Regions from separate parts of the Cyprinus carpio genome. Here region 1 is linked to region 2. A link is a contact called in public Hi-C data. All regions are on one chromosome and are shown on one strand. Each heading gives the region's core, a stretch centred on a gene start, on an enhancer-like site or on the middle of the called end of the contact. The rest is flanking DNA. Distances are from core to core; before and after follow the strand shown. Region 1 overlaps LOC109107262 (forkhead box protein K2-like). Region 2 overlaps hlfa (HLF transcription factor, PAR bZIP family member a).

The links. A called contact is a pair of places that touch in the nucleus more often than the background predicts.
Region 1: a Hi-C map of skeletal muscle shows a contact between it and region 2, with 5 times the contacts expected there. The contact joins two enhancer-like sites. A contact is called at or near these places in 5 of 8 Hi-C or Micro-C datasets (liver and skeletal muscle).

Annotation. Positions count from the first base shown.
Region 1 is chrA3:7,117,485-7,121,230 of ASM1834038v1, reverse strand. It overlaps LOC109107262 (forkhead box protein K2-like), which reads left to right. Exons shown (of 9, transcript XM_042716811.1): 2 at 1,633-1,824; 3 at 3,689-3,746. Among protein-coding and RNA genes, the nearest start is that of LOC109107262, 13 kb to the left of the region's middle. Within about 2 kb of position 1,525, at least 1 of the 8 cell types and tissues checked has an H3K27ac peak or open chromatin away from gene starts, as enhancers often do. A contact at or near this core is called in skeletal muscle, where this site is marked.
Region 2 is chrA3:7,044,278-7,048,115 of ASM1834038v1, reverse strand. hlfa (HLF transcription factor, PAR bZIP family member a) reads left to right here. Exons shown (of 4, transcript XM_042716796.1): 3 at 2,697-2,908. Among protein-coding and RNA genes, the nearest start is that of hlfa, 8.1 kb to the left of the region's middle. Within about 2 kb of position 1,530, at least 4 of the 8 cell types and tissues checked have an H3K27ac peak or open chromatin away from gene starts, as enhancers often do. A contact at or near this core is called in skeletal muscle, where this site is marked.

The DNA of each region.
Region 1 (3,746 bases), core at 276-2,775, 73 kb before region 2:
GTCTGCAGGGGCCTGGCGCAAAGTTTAGTACAAGGTTTGGCACAGAAACACCTCACCCAGTGCCAACCATATGGACGGTGACGCCGGAGCGGAGAGACTGAACTCCTTCAAGAGCTGTACCAGTTCGGATACGTTTTCTTTCCCTTTTGTCTTCTCGGGTTAACAAGTGCATGTTTCTGAATTAAACTGATACACAAATCATTGATGTAAGTCTTTCTACAGCAGTGTCAATAATTCAAAACTTGTAGCAATGTTTACTTAATTGAGAAAGACTTGAAGAGTACATGCACTTATCATTTTAATATTTATGTGATTATTTATAATCATTCTGGAAGGATTATTCATGATTTATTGTTTAGTTTACAATGGAATGAAAACTAAATGCATTTTTTTAACTCATAATTAGACAAGAAGCATCTGTTTAATTGACAAACTGTTGGTTGTTTTGTTGCTTTTTCCAATAAAATGTTGTAATCATTGGCAGAATGTAAGGATTGTTGGTGATGACCTGGAAGAAAAAAAAACTTAAACTGAAATTAATACATAAAAACTGATCTAAAATAGTAGTTTAAAGACACACACAAAATAACTTCATGAAAAGTAAAAATTAAAAATAAACTGAAATTGGAAATCAAAATGCATAAAATGAAAATAGATGAAATCGCAAACGTGTCAGATCAGTCTGTTATGACGATGAGAAATGTTTTAATAATTTGATATTATTTCAGTGATTCAGTTCAACCTGTCAGATTTAACAAAACTGATTCAAAACAATTGATTCAACAATTAGTTTGCATCAAAAATGCTCATTAAATCTCTGTTTCTTAAATTGATTTATTAAAATGTATGTAAATGTTGCTGTTTATTGCTTTATTAAATAAAATAAAAATAAAATACATTTAAATTTAATAAATTTAATAATATTAAATAAAAATAAATTTATCTAAATAAAAATAATATATAAATAAATATAACAATATTAATATTTCACTTTTTTTAAATAAAGGGCTTTTTTTAAGTGGCATTTCATTTTGGAAGAATTGTGATTTATTAAATATTTATTGAACATATAATGCTGTGTGATTAGCAGTGCTAAAATAACTGGTTTCTGTGAGCCGTGTTTGGTCATGTTTTGGTGGGTGAAGGGACTTGTTTACTCCTGGGGCTGGTAGTGTTAACACTGAATATTAGTTCGTCAAGGGGGCGGTTAATTTTAGCATCGCTTGGAGATCTGCTTATACTCCTGAGCTTTATAACCACAGTCGTCTCAGCCAAAGGAAACTTCTGTCTGAGGCACGTTGAGAGTGTTTACATGCATTTAATAAACGGATTACACGTATTAAACTGACTGCACATATAAACATCCCGAACTGTGAGTTTCTCTGTTTCTCTGCCTGTTTTTCTGATTTCATTTTGCATGTAAAAACCTTGTTCACTAGGACTCATTAAAAAACATTCTCGCATAGATTAATATGATGACTTCAGACTCTTTAAAAGCCCTCTTCTCTGCCTTAAACGCTCCACACACGTGTTTTGGGAGCCTGAAGCTTTGTTTTGGCCGCAGATCTCATTGTTAGGTTCATGTTGATGCTTGTTCGATCTATAAAGACTCTCTCTCTTTCTCTTTCTCAGGTGCACGTTTCGGTTCCCCAGTACGAACATCAAGATCACATTCACTGCGCTGGCGAGCGTCAAGCGTGAGAAGCAGGAACCGGAGTCTCCGGTGAAAGCGGTTCAGCCACAGATCTCCCCTTTAACCATCAACATCCCCGATAACATCGCTCACCTCATGAGCCCCCTGCCCTCGCCCACCGGCACCATCAGGTACAAACACAGCATTATCAGCACACACCATCAGGTATAAACACTTTATAACCAGCGCACACACAGCAACCCGCCAACTTTATATCATAACCAACACACTCCTTTAGGTACAAACACAGTATAACCAACACACACCATTAGGTTAATGGACAAAGCAATTTGTGAAAAATGTACAATATGTTTCTTATTTTGTTGGTGATGGGAACCTTAGAAGATTGCAGGATCAAACTTTTAATGTGCATTTGGCCAAGATTCATTCTTTTGTCTTGCACATGCAAACAAAAAGTAATACTATTTGAATCAACTAACAATTAAGAATGGGAGTTTGCATTGGAACAAAGCCTAAATAAAAAAAATAATAATAAAAAAATCTCCCAATTAGGTTGGAAACATCTGTTTAATTGACATGCAAATGCTTGGTTTGTTGCCTTTGGCAGAACAGAAATATTGTTGCCTTGTAAGCAGTGTTAATTTTGACAGCAAATTTTGATTAAGTATTTAGTTTTAATCATAATCTTTTGACTAAAATGCCATTTAGTTTTAGTCATATTTTAGTCATCTGAATTTAGTTTAAGTCTGCTAAATATCATAAGATTTTAGTAGACTGAATCTACAGTAAATTTAGTCGGTTAAAATCTAATGGGTTTTAGTTACAGTGCATTTATTAAGCATTTCTCTAAAATTTCCAAACTTATTATATAGGTTTGATATTAAGGTTTTATCATGATAGACATGATTTAACTGCAGTGAGACACAACATGCCTTCATGTTAAAATGAAATAAAACAACTTCTCATAAAGAAAAAGAACATGGTCTTCATTTAAATAAAAAACCAATGGTTATATAGGTAAATTATGCATTCCTTATAGCAACTCGTTTACCATATTCTTTATTTTTTCAAGCAGACGTATTTATTTCTATTTCATATGTGCGCATCTAACCTCTGAACCACGCAGCAGATTCGTTCTGGATGAATCTCTTGATTCTCTTCCCAAATTGTCCCTCCCTAAAATTTTCATCTCGTTATTATTCGTTGACAAAAATGTCAATAGATTTACGTCATGGTTTTTGTCATTCAAATAGAGTTTTAGTTCGTTATCGTCTTGTTGTCGTCTGTGTAAAAAATGTTGTTGACAAATTATTCATCAACGAAATTAACACTGCTTGTAAGGACTGAAAACTTAACGCATAAAAACTAAAAACTATAATTGTCCAAAAGTGCATGTGAAAAAATGTTTAAAAGTTTATTAAAAATACAAAAGCAGTTTAATTGATTAAACTTGTCAGATTTAGTGAATTTATAAAAAAAAATTAAACAATTAATTTGCATCAAAAATGCTCATGAAAGTCTGTTTTTTGTTGTTTTGTTTTAATTAAAATATAAATAATTGATGTTTAGCGCTATATTGTTGCATATAAATAAAATTATTAAATATAATTATAAATATTTCTATATTTAATCTATGTATGTATGTGTGTATATATATATATATATATATAAATAAAAAAAGTTTTAGTTAATGAAACAACACAGAGATAATTCATATAGCAGAATAATATGAAATCTTTCCTGTATACGAAAAGATTTCACGAGCATTTGGAGCAGAAACGGTGATGTTCTTGTCGAGTAGGAGTTGGTGGTTTGTGTTTGTGTCTGAATTGCGGCTGCAGCTGTGTCCTTTATGTGCCACTTTTGATATGATTGATTTAATTGAGTTTGGCTGCCACACAAATGAGACAGTTTCCTTTTCTGCATAGAAATTAAACCTCCTCCTTCCCTGCGGTCCATCTGTTTCCACCGCTCGGTTTCTGATGATGGTTTTGGAGTGTTTGGTAATGCATTTCTCTGTGGTTTCTCCATCAGCGCTGCTAACTCGTGTCCGTCCAGTCCGCGTGGTGCGGGGTCGTCCGGCTACAGGCTG
Region 2 (3,838 bases), core at 281-2,780:
TCACACCCCTGAACGCTCTGCCACCCAATACTTCCACTCTCATATGCTTTCACTGGGTCAGCGGTCAGACTCCGCCCACCGCTCCGGACAGAGGCCTGTGATTGGTCAGTAGACCTCCACCCCTCACCTCTGCCCCTCAAGGCAAAATCAAGCTCTCTGATTGGCAGAGAGAGACTCATAAGAGGTTTATTCAGTCAGTGCTGTGTGGAGGTCAGAGCTGTTATACAGGACTTTAAACACACACACACACACACACACACACACACACACACACACACACACACACACACAGGCTTTTCTACTAATCGTTAAACTTATGAGTGACTGTTTAGTTTCTGATCCTTGCAGGCAAAATATTGACTGTAAGAATATTAAAGATATGTTTTATCGTAGCCTAATCGAATCTCTCTCTCTGTGTCTTTATTCTATCTGCTATTTGAAGATAGATGGGCATAAATGATTGTAAATGATGAACAATAATTATTAATAACGTTAACATAGTATTATAATAAATAAATAAATAAATAAATAAATAAATAAATAAATAATTATATGTATTATTATAATTATAGAATACTTTGTTGTAATATTTATTATTATTATTATTATTATTATTATTATTGATTTATATTAAATTTTGATGTATTATATATTATTTATTGTCTTGAATATTTCTTATTCTACCTGTAGAACCTAAACATTCATTCATAATTATACTATTTAATAACATAAATATAATAAAAATAAATATTATCATAATTAATTAGACTATTATTGTTATGATGATGATTGTTAATCAAACTAAAATCAAATATAATAAATATAGTATTTTATATATTATATAATAAAAATATAATTTAGTTGTGTTCTTATAGTTAGAGATTACATTAAAATAATTTATTGTACTAATTATTATACTGTTTAATTTATTATTATTATTATTATTATTATTATTATTATTATTATTATTATTAAACATTAGATTTATATTTTAATATTTATTATTAATTTTTTTGTTATATATTATTTTTGTCTTGAATATTCCTTATTCTTAATTAAATTATTTCTTTATTTTTTTATTAAATGAAATTTCGTAAATAAATCTAAATATAATCTAGAAATTATTTGGAATTGTGTCTAATCAAGTTTATTCTCATTAGGGTTGGATTTATCTCATGAGCATGAATATTAATGATCATTTAAAGGCAGTGAAGATAAGCCAGTACTATCATTACTTTTCACTCAGAACATTACTTCTGAGTCATGTTGGCTGTTTGACCGTCATAAAGCAGGTCTTGGTTGGGTCAGTTCAGATAAATTTGTTCACGATTTACTGTCTACTTGTTTGTAATCAGACAGGGTAACACACACACACACACACACACACACACACACACACACACACACACACACACACACACAGAGTATGGTCAGGCTTTAGCAGCGATCTGGGTCTTGAAGAAATCTCCCATAGCTTACAGCTGTGACCTTTGACCCTTTGACCTTGCTGTGTGTTTCTCTCTGGTTCCTCGTATTAATGCTGCTGCGGCTCATGAAGGAGAAGCAGCTTGTTGTGAGTTTAATTGTTGTGTGATTCAGAGTGTGAGCATCAAGTGCAGTTATAGCTGTGTTACTGTGTGTTTCAGTTGGATTATGTGTGTGGACGTGTGCCAGCTCCTGGTGCTGTTGTGCGGCTCTCAGCTCCTGTTTAATGACCCTTAAATCACTCAAGAGTTTAATTTGATTTTCTAATCCCTCACTAATGAACACACACACACACACACACACACACACACACACACACACACACACACTCGCTTGCTCTTGTGTTTGACGTCTTTAGTAGATCAGTCACACGGTTGCCTTTATTGCATCAGTGTGTGGTGTGTTTTTAAGGCAATAAGCTTAGTTACTTACATTATTATATTATATATATATAATATATATATATATATATATATATATATATATATATATATATAAACTCTATATAATAATTTTATAGTATATATTATAAAAAAATAAATAATAATAATTTGTATTATTACTATTTGTATTACTTATTTTATTTTGTAGTATAAATTATACTATAAAACAATTATATACATTATAGTATATTTTTTATGATTATTTATTATTTAATATTATTCTTATATGTGGATGTAGATGTGTAAATATGTGTGTGTGTGAGGTGGGTTCAATGTTCCCTCTAGTGCTCAGGAGATGGTAGTGCACATTTACACACAAAATCAACATGACATGATCCTGTTTACATCTTAAAATAAAATTCTCTGGTCTAATAAGCATTATATAATATAATAATCTTAATATTTTAATTAAATTATAAAGTGCTACAAAGTGTGTCCTTTTTTCAACTTTTTAGCTGAGCAAGTTTCCTTTTCTGTTTTAATAATGATGATAAACTTTATTACTTTATATTAATGTTTATTATGTATGAATAATGCATTATTATTTATTATTAGACATTCTGTAGATAAATCAGAATCTTTTAAATTTTTGTAATAATCTAATCAAGTGTTTTCTAAGTAGAGTTGTGTTTTGTCAAATGAGTATGAATATGGTTGAGATTGTGATGTAAAGGCAGGGAAGATAAGTCAATATTATCATTACCTTAGATTTTTAATTAATTTATTTATTATAAATCCTGATTGATTTTCTCTTTCTTTCTCCTTCAGTTCTCCCGTCACGTGATACGCCCAGTCCAATAGATCCGGACTCCATCCAGGTTCCGGTCAGGTACGAGCCCGACCCCGCCGACCTCGCCCTCTCCAGCGTCCCAGGACAGGAAATCTTTGACCCACGCAAGCGCAAATTCTCAGCAGAGGAGCTGAAGCCGCAGCCCATGATCAAGAAGGCACGCAAGGTCTTCATTCCAGATGACATGAAGGTAAAGACAAACACTGAAGCATGAAGCACAGAGAGACGATCAGCTCACGCAAAGCAGATTCAGGGCCTTTGAACTAAGATCAAAATTCGTGTTTTACAGTAAAGCTTGCTAAAAACATGCTTAAGTGCCTTTGGCATTTTTTTTTTTTTTGTATAATAATAATAGCAATAACAACAAGATTTTCATATTATTATTATTATTGTTGTTGTTGTTGTTGTTGTTGTTGTTGTTGTTGTTATGTCTCTCCAAATATTTGTGTAACAAAATAATGAAAATAATATTTTTATATTGTTAATATTTTAGAAACACTTTAATTTTTTTTACTATTGTTTTAATTTTTTTTCTATTATTTTTCTATTATAATAATTATTGTTGATGCATTCTGTTTCTATTTTTCTATTATTATTATTATTATTATTATTTACTATGCAGTTTTTATTTTTCTATTATTATTTAATGTTGCACAAATATGAATTATTATTATTATTATTATTATTATTATTATTATTATTATTATTATTATTATTATTATTATTATTATTATTATTATTATATTTTTAATCTTGTCTCTTTCTCTTATTTAATTTCCTTAATTTTATAAATTGACATTTATTATACACTTTACATACATTTACATGATTTATTTTCTACATTTCTTTTGTAAAAGTATTTGCTTTACTTTAGGTGAATGCTATATTATAAATGTTCACAGTTATTTAATAAAACTAAAACATAATCACAATTACCTATTTAATAGGTTGAAAACCTCCACTGTCAACATTATATAATATATAATATGTAATACTTTGATATAAAAGATCAGTAAAATCTGATAGAAAATATCAGTAAAATCATTGTGCGCAATTATGATCATTAAGAGTTAATCGTTAATCATACTACCATCTGTCAACAATTATTATACAACAACCA